2 separate regions of the Mus musculus genome follow, and region 2 is linked to region 1. A link is a contact called in public HiChIP or PLAC-seq data. All regions are on one chromosome and are shown on one strand. Each heading gives the region's core, a stretch centred on a gene start, on an enhancer-like site or on the middle of the called end of the contact. The rest is flanking DNA. Distances are from core to core; before and after follow the strand shown.

Region 1 (7,734 bases), core at 3,864-6,363:
CTCTACGTGGCTAATCTACCTCCCTCTGATATTCTGAAGTTGTTACTTACTAAAATCTACATTTTATCTTTGTTGTCCTAGACCCAGTCAGGGGCCCTTTTGGGGCCACTCTTCCCCGGCTCCTACATGGCAGCTGTTTTCTGTCCTGTTCCTTCTCAAGTGTGGCATCTCCTCTCCTCCACCTTCTCCACAAATCAGGATCTCCTCTTCCTCTCCCTCCTCAGTCCAGTCCCTTGCCTGGGAATCCTAAAAGTCCCACCTCTGTCTCCCTGCCCAGCCATTGGCTGCTGGCAACTTTATTTTCCAATCAAAATCAACTGGGGGGATGGGGGGGCAGAGTGTCTGATGTATGGACGTGTAGATTCTTGTGTAATTTTGGGGACCCAAATTAACATAATACAAACAGCATTAGGCCTAGCCCACAGCAGGAAGGAATACTGGGAAAGATAGCTAAAATTAAGGGGTATTTGAGGGGGTAGTATGGAAATCTAATACTGTTAGAAACTTGCTTAAAAAATATACATATATGAAGGCAATCTAAGTGAAATTGTCAAATATGAGGGAGACAGAGTCCTAAACTAAATGTTCCTTGTCACCAAAGAAAGCATCTAGTATCAGAATTGGGTTGCATCTAATTGAGTTGTTGGTCAAAGGGTTCCCATGGGGATATTGCCAAGACTATAGGTTACTCTCCACAGACCAACAGCAAAGCCCTGTTGCTGAAGACAACACCTAACCAAACCAGTGAATATGGAGAATTCGAGCTGGTACCTTCATAGAACCTTCACACCTGTGGTCCAGGTTCTTGGTCCAGGAAGGTACTCAGCACTCTCTCAGAAGAGAAATATAAACACCAAGTCAGCAACAGCCCCCTTATCCACAATGGTATCCTGACTACAAGATATGTTAGGCTATGGTGGCCCAAAGCTCATGGGAATAACCCACCAATAACTGATTTGACGTAAGGCCCACTCTACGAGATGGAACCTATACCCAACACTGTTTGCATGAACAAGAACCAAAGATTAGATAGCACCAGGACCTAAGATAAAAGCCAAATACTATTGGTCAAAAAAAGGAGGGAAAATGTAGGGATAAAAATGAATACCTTGTTCAGCCATCATTAGAGAGGCTTCCTCCTGCAGTGGATGTAACAAATACCAGAGACCCACAGGCAGGCATTACACAGAGGATGAGAGGCCTTGGAACGCTTAGCCTTGAATGAGAAGTCTCCATCAAATCCCTCCCCATCAAAGCTCAGGGGACCTAAGGAAGAGGACGCAGAAAGAAAGCAAGATTCTTAACATGAGCAAAGCTCGTGTGAATTCACAGAGACTGAGGCAGCAGGCACAGGGCCTGCACGGGGCTGTACCAGGTCCTCTGTGTGTGTGTGTGTGTGTGTGTGTGTGTGTGTGTGTGTGTGTGTGTGTGTGTGTATACACACATAGGCTTCCAGTGTAGTATTTTTATGGTACTCTTGTGTATACAAACAAGTGGGTCTATGTGGGTTTCTGATTCTTGTTCCTTCTCTTGGGCTCTTTTCCTTCTCTTGGCTTGTCCTGCCCAAATTTGACGTGATCATATTTGTTTTCTTATTATATTGTGTTATGTTTTAATATTATCTCTTAGAAGCTTGTTCTTTTTGCATCAGAAACAGAAAGGAAGGACTGGCAGGGGAGATGGGAAGGAACTGGGAAAGTAGAGGGAGTAGCAACTGTGATGTGGATATATTATGTAAAAAAATATCTATTTTCAATAAAAGGGTGAAAAACAAACAAAAACAGGGTAGGCAGAGAAAGCCAGAGGGAGCAACAGTCAACAGCATCCCACCCTGGTCTCTGCATCAGCTCCTGCCTCCGGGTTCCTGCCCTGTTTGTGTTCTTGTCCTGACTTCCTTCAGAGATAGACTACAGATGTAAAAGTGTAAGCCAGATAAACTCTTTCCTCCATGCCTGCCCCCCAGAGAGAGAGAACCGGTACTCAGGCAGCCTCTGACCTGTCAATGTACAGTCTTGTTCCTGGCTTTGTTTTTTTGCCTCTGTCACTTCCTGGAAGCCTGCCTCATAGAACAGCCTTCCACAGCCATGGAAGACCATCTTGACACAGTGCAGATCTTTGTGGTTTTCATCTCAAGTCATGTTTAGCAGCAGCGATTGGACAGCAGTGTTCTGTGGGGCCTCTCCCCCGCCTTTGTGTGTCCTGCACCCCTCATAGAAGCAGTAGTGGCTATGCCATTCTGTTTTCTACAGCAGAGAGTATTCCGTACAAGGCTGCGCTGAGACTGTGTAGTAGGTCTGGGCCTGGCAAAGAGAATACAGCGAAGCCCTTTCTCTTTCCACCAAACAACTGCAGAGCTCTCTGTACCTGTACCCTTTCTACCTTTGTGCTTAATCTTAAAGTCAGCGTACCACAAGGAGGCTGGATGCAAGCGAGACACTATATTAAATTGTACTGTAATTTAAGATGTAATAAAGTAGTTTGATATAAAAAAAAGTTCCATTTCTCAGGACAATGATGGGACTTTGTACCACTTAGCCACACATTTACTGGGAGACAGTCATGCGTGGGTTGGGACTACTATAAACATAACTTCTAAGAAGTTGCCTGCGATCTTCTGAGCAAAGAAAGGATGATTTTTTTCCCCCTTTCTAAATTACAGGCTTTGGATGGGCACCTAGTGGCCTAAAATAGGCTTTCAATTTCTGTATGACACAGGGTCTTGCTATGCATCCAAGGCTGGTCTCGAACTCCCCATCCTCCTGCCTCTAAGTGCTGAGATTATGGGGTGACCCTCCTCATACCAAACTCCATCTCCTGTAGCCTTTTGTTTAGAATCTGTAGACACTGGCTGTTTTTTTTTGTTTGTTTGTTTTTTTGTTTTTTTGTCTTGAGTGTTTCTAAGCTGAGACTCTGTATCCTGGATGTCCATGTTCACTAAAGCCAGGAACTTGAACACTATGTTGGTAGTGCTGCTCAAAGCTCGTTACAGCTCCAAGGGACGGCACTCGGTGGGTTTTTACTCTCCCCAGCTCTCCATGTCAATAAAGGGTTAAGGAAAATACTTCATGCAATTGTTGATGGAATAAACAAAAACATTAAGACTTAATCTACATGGTGCTGGGATGTGATTTTAAAGAGAAAAAAACAAACAACCATGGAAGGCCGTGGTCTGTGGACCAAAAGCAGTTTTTACCCAAGTGTACAGCACACCTGATATCGCAGAGTCAATTTATATTTACACTTGAGTTATCTGTGCTTGCTGGCTAGCTAGAGAAGCGGTGAGCTCATGGGTAGGGTGTGTAGTCTCATTTCCCTAGATCCTAGGCTTTAGTCAACCCCAAGTGCCACATAAAATATGAAGGAAAACACAGCCCTTCCTAGGCAAGCACACACAGAGAAGGTAAACACCACGCTGCTCAAGGATGTTTAAATCTGGCTATTTGTTCTGTTTACCAGGGAAGCTGTTAAACACAGCTCATTCCTAAGACCCTAGAGATATCGGTTTTGGAGACCCCAAGGAATTCTAATGTCTTGTTAAAGGTTTGGTTTTTGTTGTTGTTGTTTTGGTTTGGTTTTTGGTTTTTGGTTTTTGGTTTTTTTTTTTTTTTTGGTAGAGGATTCCATCTTCTCTATCTGCTAAACAAGTTTCTCTCTGATTCCTGGGTCACTAGTTTCCCTGATAATTTAGTAGGCTCTAAGAGGATTCTCCACCCCCACCCCCTCCCCCCAGAAATAGCACCTGTCTTAGTTAGGGTTTTCATTGCTACGCACAGACACCATGACTAAGAACTCTTCTTTTAAAAACAACACCTAATTAGGGCTGGCTTACAGGTTCAGAGGTTCAGTCCACTATCATCAAGGGTAGGAACACGGCAGCATCCAGGCAGGCATGGTGCAGGAGGAGCTGAGAGTCCCACATCTTCATCTGAAGGCCGCTAGCAGAATATCAACTTCCAGGCAGCTAGGATGAGGGTCTTAAAACCCATGCCCACAGTGAGACATTTACTCCAACAGGGCCACACCCTCTAATAGTGCCACTCCCTGGGCCGAGCGTTATACAAACCATCAGACCACCCCTTTGCTCAGTATTCCCACACTTACTCTATCTCTGCATACTGCCCATCTGCTGTTGGTGGTTAACATAAGTGCTGTGTAAACTTTCCTTCCACATCCCTGAAGCTGCAGGTCAATTTTGCCAACCCATCTTCATGCTTAATATGCCAACAGCATTCAACATGCAAAAAGAAACAGTAATGGTATCAGCAGCAGCAACAACAACAACAAGTACTGTCTGTTACTGTCTGTTTTGAGTGATGCTGGGTGGTCCCCAGGTTTGGCTCAGTTGGCAGAGTGCATGCCTAGCATGTTCACAGCCCTAGGTTCTATTTCTCTTACATAAAGTCCTAGAGCCTGGTGGAACATGCCTGGCATCTCAACATTCATGAGATAGAGGCAGGGGGTTGAGGAGTTCAAAGACAGCCTGGGCTAAATGAGAATCTGTTCCCCTTCTCAAAAAATGTTCCACTGTATAACGATGTGGAATTAACGATGTGGAATATCGTTAAAATTGCTTCCCTAGTCATCCTTAGCTCGAAATCGCCCACCCCCCCACACTCCCCACCACACACCCCAGTTTTCCTCTGTCAACACTAGGTCCTGGTACAACTGCAGCTTCCCTGCAGCCCCTTCCTCAGAACCACAGGTGCAGACATCCCCTCTTGTTACCAAGGAGACCGGCACCTTCATCTGGACTAGGCTCTGCCTGGAGAGTTTGGTTAGAACACTGCCTGGGAGCCTAATGACCTACACACATGAGAAGCGCAGGTAGAAGGCTCTCAAACTCAAAGCTAGCCTGGACTGTGTAGTAAATTCTAGACCAGCCTGGGCCACACCAGAGGAGGATGAATGAATGAAGGAACAAATAAATAAACAAACCTGCCTCCGTGCATGTTGTGGGACTAGGGCATGCCCCAAAGTTTGTGAGTCACAAGACAACAGTACTTCTACAACGAAATCAACTCATTCACCTGCTAATCCGTCTCTTCCGACCAAAGGAAAAGTGAGCGCCCTGCTCACACACAGCTCTCGGGCTTACTCATTCATGCCAGTGTCTTGCCTTGAATGTGAATTCTGGGTCTCATCCAACATGTTGGTTAAAGCTCTGGTTTATAGGAAGCACACAGGATAAGGGGAAAAAAATGAGATGACTCATAAGGAAGTAACTAGATAAGTTAGGACGAGAGCTTTGTACAAACAATGCTCTTGACTCTTCGAAAGGTCAATGTCATAAAAATAAAAATGAGCGAGTGGTCTGCAAGTATCAACTTGTACAAGAAAATAACGGTATGCAATGCACAAGGTTAGATGATAGTCTAATTCAGGAAGGATTTAAAAAAAAAAAAAAAGCAGGTGTTGCCAGCTGTGTGACTCAAGCTTGGATATCCCAGCTCTGGTAAAACTGAAACAGGTGGATTCTGAGTTCAAGGCTTACTTGGGCTAGCTATGGAGATCCTGTGAAAGAGAGGCTGAAGGGGGCTGGGGGAAAGGAATGAGTGGGAAAGGTGAAGAAGGGCTGGAGAGATGGCTTAGAGGTATGCTGCTCTGGCAGAGGACCTGGGTTCACTTCCCAGCACCCACCTCCCATGGCTCACAACCGCCTATGGCCCTTTCTCCAGAGGATTCCGTGCTCTTTCCTGGCCTCAGCAGGCACCTGCACACAGGTGGCACACACACAAACATGAACAGGAGTGAAAATAAATCCTAAAATAAAGAAAGAAGAAAGATTTAAAAAAAAAAGAAACAAAGAAAGAAAAGAAGAAAGGAAGAAGGGAAGGAAGGAAGAAAAGGCTTTGAGGTAGTGAAGGAGAAAGAATACATTTGGGGACAAATTGGAATGTGAACTGAGTGTTACATGACATAGGCGAGCTACTGTTGTTTCTGTGAGGTAGAAGAATCATAATTGTTGCATACTTATGAATGAAAATGGAGAGGCACCCTGATCCACTGGAGGCAAAAATGCCAAGCGGCCAGAAACTTTTTTTTTGCAATAGTTTAGCCGGGGGGGGGGGGGAGATAAAGCAAATATGAAAAATGTTGAGCATTGAATCTTGGAGGTTGAACTATGAAAATACTTTCTGTCGTTCTCTCTTCTGTATTGCTTGAAATTTTCGAAGAATGGTTGAGGGGCCAGCCTTGCTTTGCCTTGCTTTGGGCAAAGAATTCATCCCTCTCTCCTCCCTTTATCTCTCCTTTTTCTTTTTCCTTCTCCTCTTCTTCCTCCTCTGCCTCATCCTCCTCCTCTGCCTTCTCTGCCTTCTCTTCCTCCTCTTCCTCCTCTTCCTCCTTTTCCTCCTCTGCCTCTTCCTCCTCTGCCTTCTCTTCCTCCTCTTCCTCCTCTTCCTCCTTTTCCTCCTCTGCCTCTTCCTCCTCTGCCTTCTCTTCCTCCTCTTCCTCTTCCTCCTCCTCCTCCATTTTCTTCTTTGTCTTCTCCTGAGACTGGGTCTCACTCATATCACAGGCTGTGTAGCTGCTGGTGGTCTTGATTCAAATCCTTCTGCTTCCACCTCCCAAGTCCTGGGATCAGGGTTGCAAGCCAGCATACCAAATTTTGTGTTGCTGGTGATGGAAGCTAGGGCTTTGCACAAGCTAAGCAAGTAGTCTACCAAATAAATCACACACCCCCAGTCCCATCCTTTCCTTCCTTTCTTATTATTTATTTTCATAGTCTGGGATGGAATCCAGGCCCTCAGTATGCCAGCCAAGCACTGGAACACTGAGCTACACTGCCAGCTTACTGTTCTCTAATTTCTTGCCTCAGCCCCACAGCTTGAGAGTCCTGGGGAGGCCTTGGACCTTCCTCCTGCTACTGAGCTGAGGCTCACTGGGGCCAAGAATTATGGCTTATTTGCTACTCTCTGAGTCTCTTTGTCTTACCACAGCCCCAGGCACACACAAGGGATTTGCAAACATTAGCACACTCTTGTGTTCTGGGCACCAAAAAAGCCCTCAGTTTCATTCACTTCCCTGGGGACTTGCAGTGGTAGCCATTAGCATCTGTCTTAGTTTGGGTTCCATTGCTGTGAAGAGACACCATGACCAAGGCAACTCTTATAAAGGTAGACATCTAACTGGGGCTAGCTTACAGTTTTAGAGGTTTAGTCCGTTATCATCATGGTGGAAAGCATGGCAGCATGCAGGCAGACATGATGCTGGAGGGGCCAAGAGTTCTACATCTTGATCAGAAGGCAGCAGAAGGAGACTGTTCTGCAGGCAACAAGGAGGAGACACTGATTCCACACTGGGCAGAGCTGGAGTGTAGGAGACCTCAAAGCCCACCTCCATAGTGACACACTTCCTTCAACAAGATCACACCTGCTAATAGTGCCACTCCCCATGGGCCAAAAACTCAAATACAAGAGTAGATGGGGGTCAAAATTCAAACCACTGCTGGGCTTGGTGGCGCACACCTTTAATACCAGCACTTGGGAAGCAGAGGCAGGCCGATTTCTGAGTTCAAGGCCAGCTTGATCTGCAGAGTGAGTTCCAGGACAGCCAGGGCTACACAGAGAAACCCTATCTCAAAAAACCAAAAAACCAAACCAAAACAGAAAATTTCAAACCACCTCAGCATACTACAGACAGAAACACTGCAGTACATAGAGCATTAGTAACCTGCCCAAGTGGGACCTTTAGGAAGGGCAGAGTTGAGCTTGAATTGGGTCAATGGGCCTGAAA
Region 2 (7,734 bases), core at 1,594-4,093, 600 kb after region 1:
CAGGCCCTAATCCAGACCGCGTCCCCACCCCCACCTTTAATAAGCTTGGCCCCACTGTGTACAGAGCTGACACTTGATTCTTAGCTCCAGGTCTCTGCTTGCTGCTCTGCCATCCTCCAAAGCCCCCGGGTCTCTGAGTGGGACTGCACGGCCAGCCAGGCTGGGACTCGGTTCGGCAGCTCTCTCTCCATCGATGTTTTGGCACTGCTGCCCTGGGCTGAGCGGGCTAACATCTGGGTGTCAGCCCAAAGCATCTTCCATGTCTAGCTTGCCTTGGGTTTCCTCAGCGAATAGCCTTCCCCTTCTAGAACGACCTAGAAAGCGGGTCTTCCAAGTGGCCAAGTAAATGCGGTGAGGCCAAGGAAGGCCTCTGTTTCCTTGCTTCTACCTGGGTACCATCCTCTCACCATCCTGAGGGCCTGAGGCAGTTGGTCTTTCTGAGCATTTCTCAGAATCATTCATCAGAATTGCTACTTCAGGTTGCTGGTGCGTTCGTGGACCTAAGAGCTGTGAAGCACCCCCTTTCTGGTGCAGAGTCTCCTGGGTGCCTATAAGCTCTAGATGGCCATGTCTCCCACAGCCCCCCAGGGGGCATGCTAGAGTGTACAGGAACATCTGGCAGAGTGGGTGGGTGGGTGGTTGGACTGATGGATGGATGGATGGATGGATGGATGGATGGATGGACAGATGGATGGACGGACGGGCGGTCAGGATGCATGGGTGGGATTTGCCTGTCAAGTTCTAGTAAGGAACTGAGCACTGGTTTTGTGTACTAAGTGCTTTTCCTGGGTCTGCGCCTCACAAATCTCACTCTCATTTTTATGTTACCTTGACACAAGCTAGAGTTATCTGAAAGGAGGGAACCCCAATTGAGAAAATACCCCCAATAAAATCTGGCTGGAGGGCATTTTCAAATTATTATTACCAAATAGGAAGGAGCCTTGCATTGTGGGCGGTACCATCTTGGTGGTCCTGGGTTAGATCAGAAAGCAGGCTGAGCAAGCCAGTAAGCAACACCACTCCGTGGCCTCTGCATCAGCTCCTGACTCCAGGTTCCTGCCCTGTGTGAGTTCCTGTCCTGACTTCCTTCAGTGATGAACAATGATGTGGACGTGTAAGCCGAATAATCATCATGGTCATGGTTGAAGAGACACTAGCCAGCCCAAACATGGCAAACCGTGCTCTGGCAGGTCTTGCCTTCTCCCCATCTCTCTGCCTCGCTAAAAACCAGTAAATTACATTCCTAGAGCTAACCACCAAGGCCTGTTTCCTTATTTGGTCACTTCCTCCCTCTGAGGCTGACCATCAAGGTCCAGCTATCAAAGTATTGAAGTCTAACAATCAAAGCCCTCTTTGGCTCACCTAACGTGCCCAATTAAAATTTAACCCACGTTTCCCCTTGTACCTTTATAGATTGCATTTGCCTATGGGCCACATCTGTCTCCTCTCTATCCAAAGACAGTCCCTTGTCCTTCTGGAACAAATATCCTTTCCCCTTCTCCCTCTCCTTTATCTCCTGTCTTTGTCTCTTATTCCCTGCAAATTCAGAGCAAATAAATCTCCTTTGTGCTGAGAACTAGGTCTTGAGGTATCTTATACTGAATACTGATCCCTTCAATGGTGTTTCAGCACAGCAATGGTAACTGAGCCACCCTGTAACAGCACACTGGTCTTCATTTTACAGATGAGGAAGCATCCAGTGCAGATGGTAGGAGCTGGAGATGTAGGTCTGTGGGTAGGATGGTTGCCTAGCACGCATGAAGGCCTGAGTTTGAGCCCCAGCACTGCATGAAGCCAGGCATGGTAGTGCACACCTGTAATCTTGGGAAGTGGAGGCAGGAAAATGAGGCATTTAAGGTTATCCTTTGGTTACATAGAAGTTAAAGGCCAGTCTGACTTAGAGACCCTGTTTCAAAATAAAATAAATAAGTCATAGCAGAACTCTGTCACATCCTCTTGGCACACATCCTCCTGCCTGAGCCTGTCTCTCCTCCCCCAATCCCTGGCCCCCACATACTCCTAGAGGCTTTAGGGCCTGCTGGATTTCCTACCTGGTGAAACCTTAAAAGATTCTGAACAGAGGAGCCAATGAGATGGCTCAGTAGATAAAGGTGTTTGCCATCAAGCTTGGAGACCTGAGTTCGATTCCTAGGACCCACGTGGTAGAAGGAGAGAACCTACCTCTGACCTTCACATGTGTGACCATACACACCCAAAATAAATAAAGCCAGACATGGTAGCATACACCTTTAATCTCAGTACTCAGGAGACAGAGGCAGGCTGATCTCTTAGGAGTTTGAGGCCAGCCTGGTCTACAAGGCAAGTTCCAGGATAGCCAGAGCTATATAGAAGAGAGACCTTGGCTCAAAAAAAAAAAGAGAAAAAAAAGGAGTGTGTGTGTGTGTGTGTGTGTGTGTGTGTTCTTGCAGGTGACGGCGTGGTTCAGGTAGCTTACAACTGTCTGTAACTCTAGTCCTAGGGAATCTAACATCCACTTCTAACCTCTGTGAGCGCCAGGCACTCACGGTGCACACACATATAGGTAAACAATCACTCATTCACATAAAATGAGAATTTGAAAGAAGAAAAGAAAGAGAAAAGGCTCATGACCCAGAAAACCATAGGCGCCAGGGCTGAATCCTCTGCTATTATGTTAAATACTATTAAATAATATTATGTTAAAGGCTGTTGGACTGCCTTCTAAGTATTTTTATTTAAACCCATAGATTTGTGTTGGTCTTAACTTTGGTCAGAGAAGCCTCTTTGCACAGTGGATAGTGGTTAATGCAGAGACTCACCAGTGGTCAAAGTGCCAAGTGTGTGTGACTGTGTGTGTTCAGCTGTGGATGAATCATCTATATTAACAGATCAGGGCTGGGTGAAAGGTTGGACAGAAAAAAATTACAAGCTGATGGATAGGAGGGAGAGCTGTAAAAAAAAATGACTCTCAGGTGTGGCATGTCTGTGGAACGCATCAGCTGACAGCAGATGTGATAACCTGCGTAAGACCTGCATAAGATCAAGCCAGTCAAAATTCCAACACAGATGAGGGTATGTTCAAAACGCATTGGATAAATGTCAGAAATTTTCAAAGAATAAACCAAAACTATCATTTTTTTAAAAGGTACTGGAGAGATGGCTGAGCAGTTATGAGCATGTCCTTACAGAGGACCCATGCTCATTCCCAGTGCTATGTGATAGGGCTCATAGTCACCTCTAACTCTAGCTCCAGGGACTCAACACCCTATTCTCGACTCCATGGGAACCTGAATGCACACAAACTTAACTAAAAATTTTAATTAAAAAGAGGGGCTGGGCGGTGGTGGCGCACACCTTTAATCCCAGCACTTGGGAGGCAGAGGCAGGCGGATTTCTGAGTTCTAGGCCAGCCTGGTCTACAGAGTGAGTTCCAGGACAGCCAGGACTATACAGAGAAACCCTGTCTTGAAAAAAAAAGAGGGGTTGGACTGAGCTTGGTGGCAATATGCCTTAATCCCAGAACTTGGGTGGCAGAGGCAGGCAAATCTCTTTGAGTTTGAGGCCAGCCTGATCTACAAAGCAAGTTTCCGAAAAGCTAAGGTTACACAGAGAAACCATGTCTCAAAACCTCACACACACATACACACACACACACACACACACACACACACTCTCTCTCTCTCTCTCTCTCTCTCTCTCTCTCTCTCTCTCTCTCTCTCTCTCAATCTCTCTCTCTCTCCAAAGCTGGAGAGATGGTTCAGCAGTTAAGAGTATTTGCTGCTCCAGCAGAGGACCAGATGTTGGTCCTTAGCAACTGAATGCATGGTTTACAACTGCCGGTAATTACAGTTCCACAGGACCCAGTGCCCTCTTAACCTCTTAGAGAGATTCTGAATACTTGAGGGTCCCCAGCAGCCTGCCTGGAGCAGAATGATCCCACGCTGAGGGGCAGAGGGATGGCAAGGAATAGTGTACCAGTCGGCAGGATGGAAGCTAGAGAGTTGAGGTGGGCTGGGTGGTGAGGGCTTTATAGGCCCCGGAAGAACTGAATGTCCTTTGAATTGGGAGGTCTTGGAGGGTTCTGAGCAGTGACTGAGCAAACCGGGTTTGGCTACTTTGCAGAACTGGCTGCGGCTCTATGGCTACCTACCCCAGCCCAGCCGCCACATGTCCACCATGCGCTCTGCCCAGATCCTGGCCTCCGCCCTTGCCGAGATGCAGAGTTTCTATGGGATCCCTGTCACGGGTGTGCTTGATGAAGAGACGAAAACGTGAGTCCGAGTCCCTCCACGTGACCCCTTCCAGACACCATGGGCCTCCTGGCCTCCAGCCTGCTCTGAGGAGCCTTTGGTATATGACATTTTCAGAGGAGAGTGGCCTGGATGAGGAATGACTGATGGTTTGATCTTCATGCTAATGTTTATTGTTTAGTATGGTTGCCTGAAGCCTTATGCTAAAAAAGATAACATAGAGGCTGGAGTGTTAAGATTGCTGACTGCTCATTCAGAGGCCCTGGGTTCAGTTCCTAATACCCACAGGAGACAGCTTGCAACCACTTATAATTCCAGTTCCTAGGTATCTTTGAGAACCCCAACAGACACCTGTATGTATACAATGCACATAAATTCATGCAGACACACATACATACACATACATTTAAAAAATAGATAAATAAAAAAAGAGATGAGATAGAAATAGTCCAGCTTTGTCAGGAAGAGCATCATGTTCAATTAGTGATACCTGCTATAGGCATGAGAATGGGACGTGCAGTACCAAACCCCTGGTTGGGACAACCTAGCTAGGCCTTACTCTATTAGAATTGATAGGACCTACAGATACATTGAGAAGCACCGAGCTTGACACAACTGGGACAGGAGGCCACAAGAGAACCCAGCCCATGCTTGGATTATACTCAGGAGCAGGAGCATACATTTTTGAGTCACTCCTTAGCGTTCAATCTTCTTAAAATGGAATCTCTTTACCCACTATTCTGGAAGCCAGAGTCTCCCACCCCCAAAACATCCCTCTGAGGGAAGATTGGGAAGCAAGACGCTGCCTGGAAGAGATAACCCAAAGCTGACCCCTCTATATCTGTGATCCAGGTGGATGAAGCGGCCCCGATGTGGGGTTCCTGATCAGTTTGGGGTACATGTGAAAGCCAACCTGCGTCGACGGCGGAAACGTTACACCCTGACAGGAAAGGCATGGAACAATTACCACCTGACCTTCAGGTACGGGTCCAGCTTCAAGGGGCGCTGTTCTGCCCTCTCAGGGGGACTTGGGTTTTCCCAGAAGAGGCCTGGCCTTACTCAGTCCCAGCTCACAATCTAGGGCCTCCCTCCAGGGAAAGATGGGTCACTGTCACGTGTCTCCTGCTTGGTCCTTATCTGACCCCAGCTGGTTGCAAGCTATACTGGCCTAATGTGACCAGACGAGCTCTTGAATCAGTGTGGTCAGTAGGTGTGGGGGACAGACATCCTGCTTTAACTCAGGTCTCAGATCCTTGAGCAAATGCATGGTCCACTAGGTCAGTGTCCCCCTGCCCCTTGTGGTTTATGACAGTCTATCTGCACCAGCAGCTGAGTCTAATCCTCAGGGAAGGGGCAGGCTTTCTGCTTCATATGCAGGCTCTAGACCAGTGGTTCTCAATATATGGGTTGCAACCACTCTGAAGTGGCATATCAGATAACATGCATATCAGATATTTATATCATAGTTTATAGCAGTAGCAAAATTATGGTTATGAAGTAGCAATACAATGATTTTATGGTTGGGGGTGGTGACCACACCATACCATGAGGATCTGTATTAAAGGGTCGGAGCATTAGGAAGGTTGAGAGCCCCTGCTCTGGGCTGTATATATATCCTTTGTGCAGTATCTCACTTAATCCTCTCGAGGACTCACACACACACACACAAACACACACACACACACACACACACACACACAAAGAAAGCATTAGCTCCTCCCCTTTTGCTGTCTTTCAAATAGAGAAACTGAATCTGTCTAGTCAAATGTCCAAAGTCACACAGCTAAAGTTAGGGTCTGCCTAGCCCTAGGGTCAATATCCAGGGTGGCTTGGCTTGTTTCCTAGACTTCAGCTGCCTCTATCCCATGGCCACAAAGAGCTGTGCTTTCTTTCACTTACTATTTTTACTACCTTTTGTTTTGAGATTTGGGGGTGTGGGGAGGGTTGCTAAGACGAGGTCAGGTCCTCATGTAATACCCAGTATGCGCTCAAGCTTACGATGTAGCTGAAGCTAACCTTGAACCCCCGACCTTACTACCTCCAGCTTCCAAGTGGTGGGATTTCAGGGGTACACTACCATACCCACCTCCTGACTGTATTTTTATTTTCTTTGTTTCTTTTTGGTTTTTCAAGACAGGGTCTCACTATGTAGCTCTGGCTAGCCTGGAACTTACTCTGTAGACCAGCTGGCCTTGAACTTTGAGATCCACTTTGCTCCAGCCTCCTGAGTGCTGGGATTAAAGGCATAGGCCGCCACCAAGCCTCACTGTCTTTCTTATTTTAAATCTGCTTGTCTTCCACCATGAAAACGTAGGGCCGTATCTTAAAAAATTACTGGATGTGACAAGTTCTAATTCATATCTAAGAGTGGATAGCGTGGCATCATTATGTAATCTTAGGAAGGTGGCAGCAATGGACGGTGGTATCCCATAGGCCCTTATCTCTGTTAGGGCCCTGTTAACTCTTATCTCCCCGCCCACCCGCAGCATCCAGAACTACACTGAGAAGCTGGGCTGGTACAACTCCATGGAGGCGGTGCGCAGGGCTTTCCAAGTGTGGGAGCAGGTCACACCATTGGTCTTCCAGGAAGTATCCTATGATGACATTCGGCTACGAAGGCGAGCGGAGGCTGACATCATGGTACTCTTTGCCTCTGGCTTCCATGGCGACAGCTCACCGTTTGATGGCGTGGGTGGCTTTCTGGCCCACGCTTATTTCCCCGGCCCTGGTCTGGGTGGGGACACCCATTTCGACGCAGATGAACCCTGGACCTTCTCCAGCACTGACCTGCATGGTGAGGACAGCTGGCCAGGACAGGGTGGGAGCAGGCAGGGCAGTGCCTAAGCTTGGCTGGTCCCTCCAGCTCAGTAGCTTCAGGCTCAGGAGGAGAGAATGTCCCCTATTCATGACTCTGAAGCCTTGTACTTAATCTCAGTCTGTTGTCCCACCAAGGGAAGGTGGGAAGAGAAGGGGATGTTGGACCCATTTCTCAGATGGGGAAAATAGAAGCCAAAAGTAAGAGAAGCTCAGTCCCATCCAAGAGAGAAGCAAGAGTAGGGTCCATGGCAGCCTGGAGGGCCTAGATGACCGGAGTGACTGAATATGCCTTCCCGACAGGAATCAGCCTCTTTCTGGTGGCCGTGCATGAGCTGGGCCATGCCCTGGGGCTAGAACACTCAAGTAACCCCAGCGCTATTATGGCACCCTTCTACCAGTGGATGGATACCGACAACTTCCAGCTGCCCGAAGATGACCTTCGGGGCATCCAGCAGCTGTATGGTGAGTAGGCTGTGCCCTGTTAGCCGTGCAAGACAAGCACTACTCTGCTCCCATTCTATAGGCAGGAAAACTGAGGCCCAGTCACTTGCCCAGAACCCACACTGGCTCCAGGCTGGAACTGCAAGAAGATTTAGATGACCCACCCTATCTCCCTCCTATCTTTGGCACTATCCCTACTAGACTAAAGTTGTCCCAAGGACCCATAGTCTGTTCCCAGCACTTCCCA

What was found. HiChIP or PLAC-seq counts read pairs in DNA pulled down with a chosen protein or histone mark.
Region 2: a FOXA1 HiChIP or PLAC-seq map of pancreatic cancer cells shows a contact between it and region 1. The contact joins two enhancer-like sites. A contact is called at or near these places in 2 of 39 promoter capture datasets (cranial neural crest and embryonic stem cells) and 1 of 115 datasets of contacts at active chromatin or transcription factors (pancreatic cancer cells).

The regions. Positions count from the first base shown.
Region 1 is chr8:94,762,113-94,769,846 of GRCm38.p6, forward strand. No RefSeq gene overlaps it. Among named protein-coding and RNA genes, the nearest start is that of Cx3cl1, 6.2 kb to the right of the region's middle. Within about 2 kb of position 5,114, at least 27 of the 459 cell types and tissues checked have an H3K27ac peak or open chromatin away from gene starts, as enhancers often do. A contact at or near this core is called in pancreatic cancer cells, where this site is marked.
Region 2 is chr8:95,361,213-95,368,946 of GRCm38.p6, forward strand. Mmp15 (matrix metallopeptidase 15) reads left to right here. Exons shown (of 10, transcript NM_008609.4): 2 at 4,102-4,250; 3 at 5,082-5,210; 4 at 6,716-7,023; 5 at 7,347-7,508. Among named protein-coding and RNA genes, the nearest start is that of Mmp15, 13 kb to the left of the region's middle. Within about 2 kb of position 2,844, at least 15 of the 459 cell types and tissues checked have an H3K27ac peak or open chromatin away from gene starts, as enhancers often do. A contact at or near this core is called in pancreatic cancer cells, where this site is marked.